Regions from separate parts of the Rattus norvegicus genome. Here region 2 is linked to region 1. The links are chromatin contacts, called in public Hi-C maps. All regions are on one chromosome and are shown on one strand. The core of a region is the stretch at or near the end of the contact, and the rest is flanking DNA. Distances in the headings are between cores, read along the strand shown. Region 1 holds the start of Mrps10 (mitochondrial ribosomal protein S10). Region 2 holds the start of Aars2 (alanyl-tRNA synthetase 2, mitochondrial).

Region 1 (5,080 bases), core at 610-3,109:
GGAAAGTAGTCCGTACTCACAGGCCTTCCATCAGTTTGTACCATCTGGACCAAATCATTCTTCGCTTAATTCTCTGGCCTGCCAAATAAGACGACTAGTGTCTGCCAAATAAGATGACTAGGTAGACACTAGTCATCATGCAACTTTACGTTGGCATGATGCTTTATTGAGATGTAAGACTCTCAGAGAGAATCTTCCCTCAGGAGGGAGATCCTCAAGCCCAATGACCAGTCCGAGTCCACAGGCTGCAATCAGCAAGAGGATTTTTATTGATCAGGATACACAGGTATCTGTGGGCGTCCCAGTCAATTTGGAAGACTGGCGCGCCTAGCAGAACCAGGGATGGGTTTTTATAGTGTATTGGGAGCAGAAGCAGGCTTACAGAAGCAGATGCATGGTTACAGGGATGTGATTGGTGGAGTAAATGAGGCATACGTGTATGTTACCTATTTTGGCTATAATCATAACAGTGAGTTAGCAAAAAGTACATGGTAGTCAGGGCTTCCGGGGGGTCAGGGACTTTTTCTTTTTCCTGTCAGGTGGCCCATGGAGCAGTGCCCATAATTTAGTCTGGTTTCTGCATTTTGTTTTCTTTTCTGGTCTGTTTCGTCTAAATGATGGGTCAGCTTGTCCCACATATCTAAAAACTTACTTTTTATTTCTATAGTTGAGGGCCTTGGGCTTGTACAATTCCCTTTCTGGGAGGGGGTCTTTCAGAGATACTGTATCAGCTGGGTTTGTGTGTCAAGTTGACACAAGCTGGAGTCATTGGAGAGGAAGGCGCCTCAGTGGAAGATGTGTCTCCATGAGATCCAACTGTAAGGCATGTTCTCAATTGGTGATCTATGGGGGAAGGTCCAGGCAACTGTGGGTGCTGTCATCCCTAGGCTAGTGGTCCTGGGTTCTATAAGCAGGCCGACTGAGCAAGCCATGGGAAGCAAGCCAGTAAGCAGGAGCCCTCCATTGGCATCTGCATCAGCTCCTGCTCCCAGGTTCCAGCCCTGCTTAAGTTCCTGTCCTGACTTCCTCCAATGATATACTATGATCTGGAAGTGTAACTAAATAAACCCTTTTCTCGCCAGCTTGCTTTTTGGTTATGGTGTTTTGTCACAGCAATGGAAACCCTAACTAAGGTAGATACTTTGTATCGTCCTCATTAAATTGATCCTTATCCATTTTCCCAATAACCTTTTAAGAGCCAGGATGTAGAAGAGATGCCACAAATTCAGGATGAGTTTATCATATAGCATTTAATCTCATTTAATCCTCTACTGCTTTGTCCTCCTCTCTACTTGGCAAATGGAAAAAAAAAAATGGGTTCAGAGTATGGAAGAAAGTTGATCAAGTCACCCACCTAAACAGAAACCAGAGCTCCTAAGTGTGGAGCTTCCATTACGTTAAATGCATGGGAAGGCATTTTGAAAAACACAATTTAGAAATATCCATTAACAAGCCTGGCATTCCGACGGTGTGAACAAAGTTTAACAACAAAATGGCTTCTGCAATAAGGTAAAATGTTAGAATTTGGACTCAGTAGTAACAGCAAATTCCTTTCCAAGTATGCGTTTTGTTGTGTGCGTCTCAAAGCAAACAAACAAGAAACACCCACGACAAATATAATTAGGCTATATAGCATATAGATAGAACCTGGCAGTTTATCCAGACGGCGAAAGCGACGCATCCACTCAAAAACTTAAATGAATGCGTGAATAATAAACAAGTAAATAAATAATAAAGTAGAAATTTAAATTAAAAAAACAAAATCAAGGGGCCACGTCTCTATGGTTGTTTCAGTGCCGGAACACAGGAGACACTCTCTCTTTTTCGAACTCTATGGTTCGAGGGCACGGCTGTGATCCCGGAAGCGATCGTGGGAGGTCAGGGCACCAAGATGGCGGCGCGCGCAGCGTGTGTGGCTGTCTGCCGGCGCCTGCAGCAGGTAAAGGGGTGGTCGGGAAACCCTGGCGGCCGAAGGCGCCGTCGCCGAGTCCCGCTGCTACCCTCTACCCGGCCGGCTCGGAGTGTTCCTCCATAGTTTTTATTAGGAAGGGACAAGATAAGGGCTGATTTTTTTTCCCCCGAGAGACTCAAATTGACAAGATAGGAACTAGAACTATAGAATGTCAGAGCGGGAAAGATGAGAAAAATATGTCCAGAAGCCCTCCCTTCACGTTAGAAAGGGCAGTGAGAACCTTGAGCTTAGAGAAGACAGGAATACTCGGATACTTAGGTGCTGAGCCGGAGCTGGACTCAGAAAGCTCGCGTGGAGTTACATTGAGAGGTCCTCCTCGCCTTCAGGGGTTGGAGAGATTGACTCGAAGGGCCCCAGGAATGGGTTAGATCTCCCTCAAGAGGTTCTTTGAAGAAGGAAAACTTGCCTGATGTTGCACGGCGTGAATCACAGCACTGGGGAAAGGAGGCAGGCGGACTTCTGGGTTCGAAGACAGTCAGGCTACATGTTGAGATCCTGTCGCAAAATAAATAATTAAACAACAACAAAAACTAGGCGGTCTCAAGAACTTTGGCCTCGAGACCTTTGTGGTTTTTGAAAACAAAGCTCAGAACTGGACCTCTAATAGGATTACTTGTAAAGCACGAGGAAGATTGCCCACTAGCCTGGCCTGCAAATTGAGACCCTGTCTTCAAAATAAACGATTTTTTAAAAAGGAAGGGCTGAGACTAGCTCAGTTGCTAGAGACCTCAATGCCTAAAGCTGGCTCTGGGTTGGATCCACAGCAGCACATAACCCAGAGACGGCAGCCCACACCTGTCACACCAGCCCTTGAGAGGTCAAAGCAAGAGGATCAGAAGTTCAAAATCACTCTCAGCTACATACAGAGTTCAGAACCAGAGTGGGCTCCGTAAACTTGTGTCTACAAAAACGTTTATCCTTTATACTAGAGACTGAACCCAGGGCCTTGCGCACACCAGACAAAGGTCCTGCCACTGAACCCCATTCTTAGCCTTCTGTGGAACTCCAGTCCTCTGCAAGAACTGTGAGCGGTCACTTCAGCCTCTGTATCTTCCCAGGTTAAATTAGTTAACACTTTAGAAAGACTGCTTCCCAAAGCAAAAGCAAGTTTGATGGAGAGTAATGCCTCAGTATGCAGCCTCACGGCAGAAGCGGCTTTCTTATTTGTTTTTGCACACCATCTTTTATCATATAGTACAACTCATGCAGCTTTGTAAGACTCCACTGTACACCAGCCAGAGGATGGAAGCAGAAAAGCCTTGAGTAATTCTTAGTGAGTTTTGGTTTCAGGCTTTCTGAGAGTGTCTTAAGGATTCATGGGCAGTCCCAGCCCACACTTGTATAACCACTGATCCTAAGAAAAAGACATGAGAGCTAGAGAGGTGAGATAGCTCAGTGGTTAAGAGCACTTGCTGCACAACCATGAGGTCTGGGGTTCAGGTGACAGCACCAGGCTATCAAGAGGGTCACTCATGCCCCCCTGTGACCCAGCTCCAGGGGTTCACAGGAGGTCCAGTGAAGCTTTTTGGCTTCCAGAATAGCCAAGAAAATTTTGAGTCCTGGGAGCAGTGAGATCCTACCGTAAGCAGGTGCAGAGTGACAGAGAATGACAGCTTCTAGCCCCCAAACACTTGCACATACATGTACATGAATGTAGAAACACCATACAAATGTAGAATTTTTTTTTAAAAGAAAACTAGGATGCTAGAGAAGGAAGTGTTGCACTTGTGAGAAAAACTTTATCCAGCCAGATCTGTACACACCCAAGCCCTTAAAAAAGTTAAAGCTGCAGGCAGTGGTTCATAGCAAACCCTCGGGAGGCAGACTCCAGGCCATCCCCATCTCTCCAGTTGGAGGCCAGGTCGGAAGGCACGCAACCCCCACCTCAGAGTCAACAGACATTTCAGAATGTGACCAGGAAATGTGCTTCTTAGCATTTGGGTCGCTGGTGTCAGAGAGCTTACTGTCTGAGTGTGAGGGCCACGACGACACATGCTCTTACACTGAGCCTGGTGTCCTTGCTTGTAAGCCAAGTAAGGCTGGAAACGTGTGTCCCAGCATAAGAGCAAGGAAACAAGCGAGGTCTCTCTGTAATCCTGGCCGTTCTGGAACTTGCTCTGTAGACCAAGCTGGCCCCCAGCTCACAGATCCTCCCGCCTTGCAATGACAGGGTTAAAGGCGTTCATTACAGAGAACAGAGGCTGTTGTAACGTACCCGCTAGTTGTTTTAATTCCTCTACTTGTGCCTCCCTGTTATTTTTGTCTTTGTTGTATTTTTAAAGAATTTATATTGCTGCTTTCAAGGTTAAGCCTGGGTGGCTAAGAAACTATGAGATCTGAACAGTACCATTTGCCTCCTTTCCACAAGGGGGCGCTCACTTAAAGGATTTGTGCAATGCTGCGTTAGGGCAGCTTGTGGAGTTAATGATGGGTATAAACGTGTGTGCTGTATTCTGTGTAATTTACAAGCAAGGTGCTTCAGCCAAGCAAAGACTAGATTATACAAACACGTAATTTTAAAAGACTTTTGTTGTTCTCTGTTTTGTTTCTGGAACAAATGAGTCCTCTGTACATCTGGCTGCCCTTGAACTCATGGCTCTTCCTACTCCACCTCCAGAGTGCTTAGATCAAAGGCACGTGCCAGTATGCCTAGCCGAGCGGATCTGGTTGTGTTTTTAGTTCATGCACCTTTGTGTGTACCTACGTGAGTTTTCTGTGCACCACATGCATATGGGCGCCCATGGAGGCCAGGGGTACCAGACGCTCTGGAACTGGAGTTACAGTGGGTGTGGGTGCTGAGAACTGATCACAGTAAACATCTTGTGTTTGTTTGTTTGTTTGTTTGTTTGTTTGCCTTTTGGTTTTTCAAGTCTGGGTTTTCCTATGTAGCTGTCTTGGAACTCGCCGTATAGACCAGGCTGGCCTGAAACTCGGAGACTCGCTGCCTCTGCCTCCTGAGTGCTGGGATTAAGGTGACTATGCCACCACTGCCCAGCACTTTGTTTTTAATTAAACCTAATTTGGCCGTTTTGGCGCCCAGTGTTTTCCTCTGAAAGATCGAGACCCTTTTACTGGGCACCATATACCTTTTGGCTTGTGCTCTGGGAA
Region 2 (4,906 bases), core at 789-3,288, 1.9 Mb before region 1:
TCCCTTACCTGTTACAGAATATGGCTAGCATACCCTGCCCTCTAACCTAAACTTCTCCAGCCCAGTAACTGGGCTGCCCTTCCCCCAACTGCCCTCCCCTATATAATCCAGCCATTTCCATTACCCAGTCCTTTTGTCTGCCTTTTACCCTCCTGGCCTCTCCCCTCTCCACTCCCATCCCTCCTCACACGGCTGGGCCTAGGGTCATGTTCACCCTGGACTTTCCCAAATGCGGCTGCCTCTGGCCGTGCTTTCCTTCAAATCTGTAATAAAGCCCCACCATACATAGGAGGAGTCATGGCCTCCTTCTGATTTTTTTTTTTATATTAACCAATAAAGCTACAGTTTTTGAGACAGGGTCTCTCTGTGTGGCCCTGGCTGTCCTGCCCCCATCACAGAGACACCCTCTGCCTCTGCTTCCCAAGTGCTGGGATTAAATGTGAAAGCTACTGTGCAACTCGTGGTGCACATTCAGGTTAGTCTAAAGTACGGGTTCACTACTACAATACGAGGGCTGTGGGTAAAGTCAGTGCGGACTGAGGATCTCCTCTCTCTGGGAAAACGGTCTCATCACAGTCAACAAATCTCACAATATTTTCTCAAGGTCACCAATCTCAGAAATCCCCATCTGGCTTCAGGTTTCTGTTCCGAAAACACTGGAGGAAGGCAAAATGGGCAGAACAACACCTTTAACCTACTTGGAAAAAGAGAACAGAGGATCATGGGAGAGATTACAGGCTCGTCAGAATTCACTATTGCTATAGAAACTCCAGTCCAAAATAGACTATGTGTTCCCTGAAAAGAAGCCGTGCTTCAAAAGACCCAAATAACACACAAAGACGGATGGCCAAGAGCCCCCGGGGTGGCCAAGGCTGTCTTTCCGACCCCAGTGACCTCTAGTGCAATGGTTCTCAACCTTCCTACTGCCTCAGCCCTTTAATACAGTTCCTCGTGTTGTGGTGAGCCCTAACCATAGAATTATTTTCATTGCTACCTCATAACTGCAATTTTGCTACTGTTACGAATCGTGATGTAAATAACTGATGTCCCAGGTCACAACCCACAGGTTGAGAACCACTGCTCTACTGGGTCTTTAACTTGGCAAATCCCTTTCTCTCCCCAGATCTGCTAAATTTCCCAGACTAAAGGTCAAGCAAGGTCATCATGAGAAGCCCCTAAGCTGTCTAGCTGTACCCACAAGGTCTGCGGGCTTCTTGGTTACTGCTATTACCATGGACAGGAAGTCAAGGGGATGGGCCTGCCAGGACAGATATCTCTTTTCTCTCAGCAAAACACAAAACCTCAGGGTACTGGGAGGCTTATGGAAAGCCAACCTCACAGCTTTCAGCCAACAACTTTGTCCTGACCTGGCGACCTGGATTCTCTCATCCCCAAGCAAATTAAAAGACCAAATGTCATTAAGCAATTAATAATGGAGCAGATGCAGTCTGGCGTCGGTGTTTCCACCAGACTCCAATTCCAAAGAACCTGCGTCAGTCCCTAAGGACAAAGTGGCTCTCTGCAAGCCGAGGGCAGAAGAGGACCTGGCAAGGTCTTAGAGCAGTGCCTGGCACTTATGCAAGGTTCTGTACTTGTTGACCACCTCTTGAATACTCACGATCCCTTGGCACTCTTCAGCCTGGACCAGCGCAAACCACACGCCCACGCACGGAATTGCACCCACACCTGTTCATATGCAACCCCCACAAAATCAATAACACAACAACCCTTACTGCCAGAATACAGATTTTGGAGGCAGAGGCATTGTGGTGTTAATCTTGCTACTAACGTTCAAAATAAAGCCTACCACATAATGATCTTTTTTTATGATTATCGGTTTAATCCTGGATGAACTAAGGGTCTACTGTGTGCAAAGTCGTATGCTGAACCGCTAGCCAGGGGTAGTCCCCTTCTTGCGCGACCACTTCCACCAGAAGCTGAGACTTGCCCCCTAAGTCTTCCACCCGCCAGGGGCCGCTGTAGGAAACCTAGGCGTCCTTTCGCACGTCACTCTTTGACCCCGCGAAGCCGTTGCCCGGAGCTAAAATGGCGGCGTCAGTGGCTGCTGCGGCCGGGAGGCTGCGGCGAGCCATTGGGAGGTCGTGCCCATGGCAGCGGTTCTCAACCGAGCCCCACCCACCCCACGGAGCGGCCGTGCGGGACGCCTTCCTGAGCTTCTTCCGAGATCGCCACGGCCACCGGCTCGTGCCCTCCGCTTCCGTGAGGCCGCGCGGCGACCCCAGCCTGCTTTTCGTCAACGCAGGCATGAACCAGGTCGGGGCGGGGCCACACCGATCGGGGGCGGAGCTCGAGGGGTCAGCCTGAGAAAAGTGCTTTCAAGATTGGACCAAAAAAGTGAGGGGCGGAACTCAGAGTGGAAGAGGGACTGGGTAAAGTGGTTGGGAGCCTGGTTAGGTTTGGGGAATTAGCTTGGAAACTTGTTGGGAGAAATTAAGTTTATTATCCTCGGATAACAGGTGTGAGGCCCTGAGGGACGGGCTTCGAGTGGAAAACTATTTAAATAAATAGAATTCATTTATTAAATAGACATTTATTGCACTCCTGCTAGGTAAATTTTACTACTTTTTACTAGGAAGAAGTGTCTGGTTTAGGTTCATTTTCCTCTTCTTTGCTTCACATACACTAGAAACGGCTGCCTGAGCTCCTTGGGGTTCCCATATCCAAGACCACATTGTACCCTTGGAGTCACAAATAGTGTTGAGTTTCAACAGCCATCTGCATCCACTCCCCAGTTTAATCCCCCTTCCTTACTTTTGTGCTTCCAGTTCAAGCCCATCTTCCTGGGCACGGTGGATCCACGAAGCGAGATGGCAGGCTTCCGACGAGTAGCTAACAGCCAGAAATGTGTCAGGGCTGGAGGACGCCATAACGACCTGGAAGATGTGGGCCGTGATCTCTCTCATCATACTTTTTTTGAGATGCTTGGCAACTGGGCTTTTGGGGGTGAATATTTTAAGGTGAGTTTCCGGGGAACTCTAGACTTAAAGCCTTTGAACCCCGAATACTGGACATTGTGGCCAGGTGCTAGGCTGTGTTATAGGGGAGAAAGATGACTTGGTTGGTAAAGTGCTTGTGGTTCCCAGAACTTGCATTTAAAGTGCAGCCCGAAAGTCTGTGTCTGTGATTCTGGAGGATCCTTGGAAGTTCACAGACAAGCTCGTCTAGCCTACAGACAAGGTTCCAAGCTAATGAGAGACCCTGTTTCAAACAAAAATTAGTTCCTAAGTACAGACACCCACAGCTGTCCTTTAACTTTCACAGGTGAATGCCCACATGTTACAGGAGTGCACACACACATGCACATGCGCGCACACACACACACACACAACGTCCAATGTGAAGGAATATGCCTCACTTCCCTGACTGAGGGAAGGGACTGTCTCCTGCCTAATGGCCATTTAAAAGTTAGCTGAACAGATAGCCAGACAGCTGTGCTGAGATCGCCACTGGAGTCACTGGACCTAAAGTCCCCAGGTCAGGGTGGCTGGGTGGAGAGGTTTATGGAGAAGATAGAATTCATCTGGGTCTGGAAAGAAGGTAGGTCTGTAACGATGGGCACACTTTCTGGGTAAGAAAAGCCTCAAGGCAGAAGTGGACATGGTCTGACATTGAAGCTAGGGTGGGTAGTGGGAATGGTTTTGTCTTATTCTCATGAACTTGGGTGGCCAGATCGTCTCATCTCTCCACCCCCATGGTGGGTTTCCCTGCAGAAAGAAGCATGTAGCATGGCCTGGGAACTGCTGACTCAAGTCTATGGGATCCCTGAGGACAGGTTATGGGTCTCCTATTTCAGTGGTGACTCCAAGACAGGGTTGGACCCAGACCTGGAGACCAGAGACATCTGGCTCAGCTTGGGGTAAGTCAGGCCCCTTCTTCTGTCCCCTGGCAATAGGAAGAGTAGAAAACAGACCTATCTGTACAAGCCCTCATGACTTTGGCATGTCCCAGCATGCTATGCTCAGCCCTAGGACCCTCTTCCTAACCTGGACTTGGGTGAGAGGCTATCCCAGCCTCTGACCATGCCAGTCTCCCACCACTTACATGACTTTCTCCCCAGGGTACCTGCCAGCCGTGTGCTCTCGTTCGGACTGCAAGAGAACTTCTGGGAGATGGGAGACACCGGACCTTGTGGGCCTTGTACCGAGATCCATTACGATCTGGCTGGTGGAATGGGACCCCCCCAGCTGGTTGAGCTATGGAATCTGGTCTTCATGCAACACTACAGGTAATGGTGGCCGTCACTACCACTAGTTGCTAGTCAAAAAGAGAAACTGATCTAATTCTCCTCCTTGACTGTGACATCCTTCACTCATTACTGATGTTCTCTGGCCTCCTGTCACATCATGGAGTTGAGCTTGGTGATTGCTATGATTTTCTTCTAACGTATCTTACAGATCTCTCTAAAGACAAAGAATCTATCTTAGTGGGCATGTCTAGGTGCAGACAAGGGCCCAAGCAAGGCCTTTCTCCTTTTTGAGAAAAGAGAGGACCCAAGGTCTTCATCATCTACATTTGAGCAGGGGAGCGGGGGTACCTGCCTCTCTCAGCCCCTGGGTTGTCAGGTTTCTGCTGAAGTTGACCACCTGCCTCAGACCTGCCAGACCCAGTTGGCCTCACCTTGCACACTTTTCCTGGCCAGAGAGGCAGACGGAAGCCTGCATCTGCTGCCACAGCAACATGTGGACACAGGAATGGGCCTGGAAAGACTGGTGGCTGTACTGCAGGGCAAGCATTCCACCTACGACACCGACCTCTTTTCTCCACTGCTTGATGCTATACACCAGGTGAGCACCCCCTCTGCCTCAGCCCCATTTTTTTTTTTTTTTTTTTTGGTTCTTTTTTTCGGAGCTGGGGATCGAACCCAGGGCCTTGTGCTTCCTAGGCA

The links. A called contact is a pair of places that touch in the nucleus more often than the background predicts.
Region 2: a contact with region 1 is called in a Hi-C map of liver, with 3 times the contacts expected there. The contact joins the promoter of Aars2 here to the promoter of Mrps10 in region 1. A contact is called at or near these places in 2 of 12 Hi-C or Micro-C datasets (both in liver).

What each region holds. Positions count from the first base shown.
Region 1 is chr9:21,119,232-21,124,311 of GRCr8, reverse strand. Mrps10 (mitochondrial ribosomal protein S10) reads left to right here and starts at 1,859. Exons shown (of 7, transcript NM_001389252.2): 1 at 1,859-1,939. The coding sequence starts at 1,892.
Region 2 is chr9:22,990,668-22,995,573 of GRCr8, reverse strand. Aars2 (alanyl-tRNA synthetase 2, mitochondrial) reads left to right here and starts at 2,038. Exons shown (of 22, transcript NM_001106891.1): 1 at 2,038-2,274; 2 at 2,787-2,978; 3 at 3,732-3,877; 4 at 4,079-4,246; 5 at 4,661-4,805. The coding sequence starts at 2,047. LOC108351892 (a long non-coding RNA gene) reads right to left here. Exons shown (of 5, transcript XR_010054946.1): 5 at 1,820-4,906.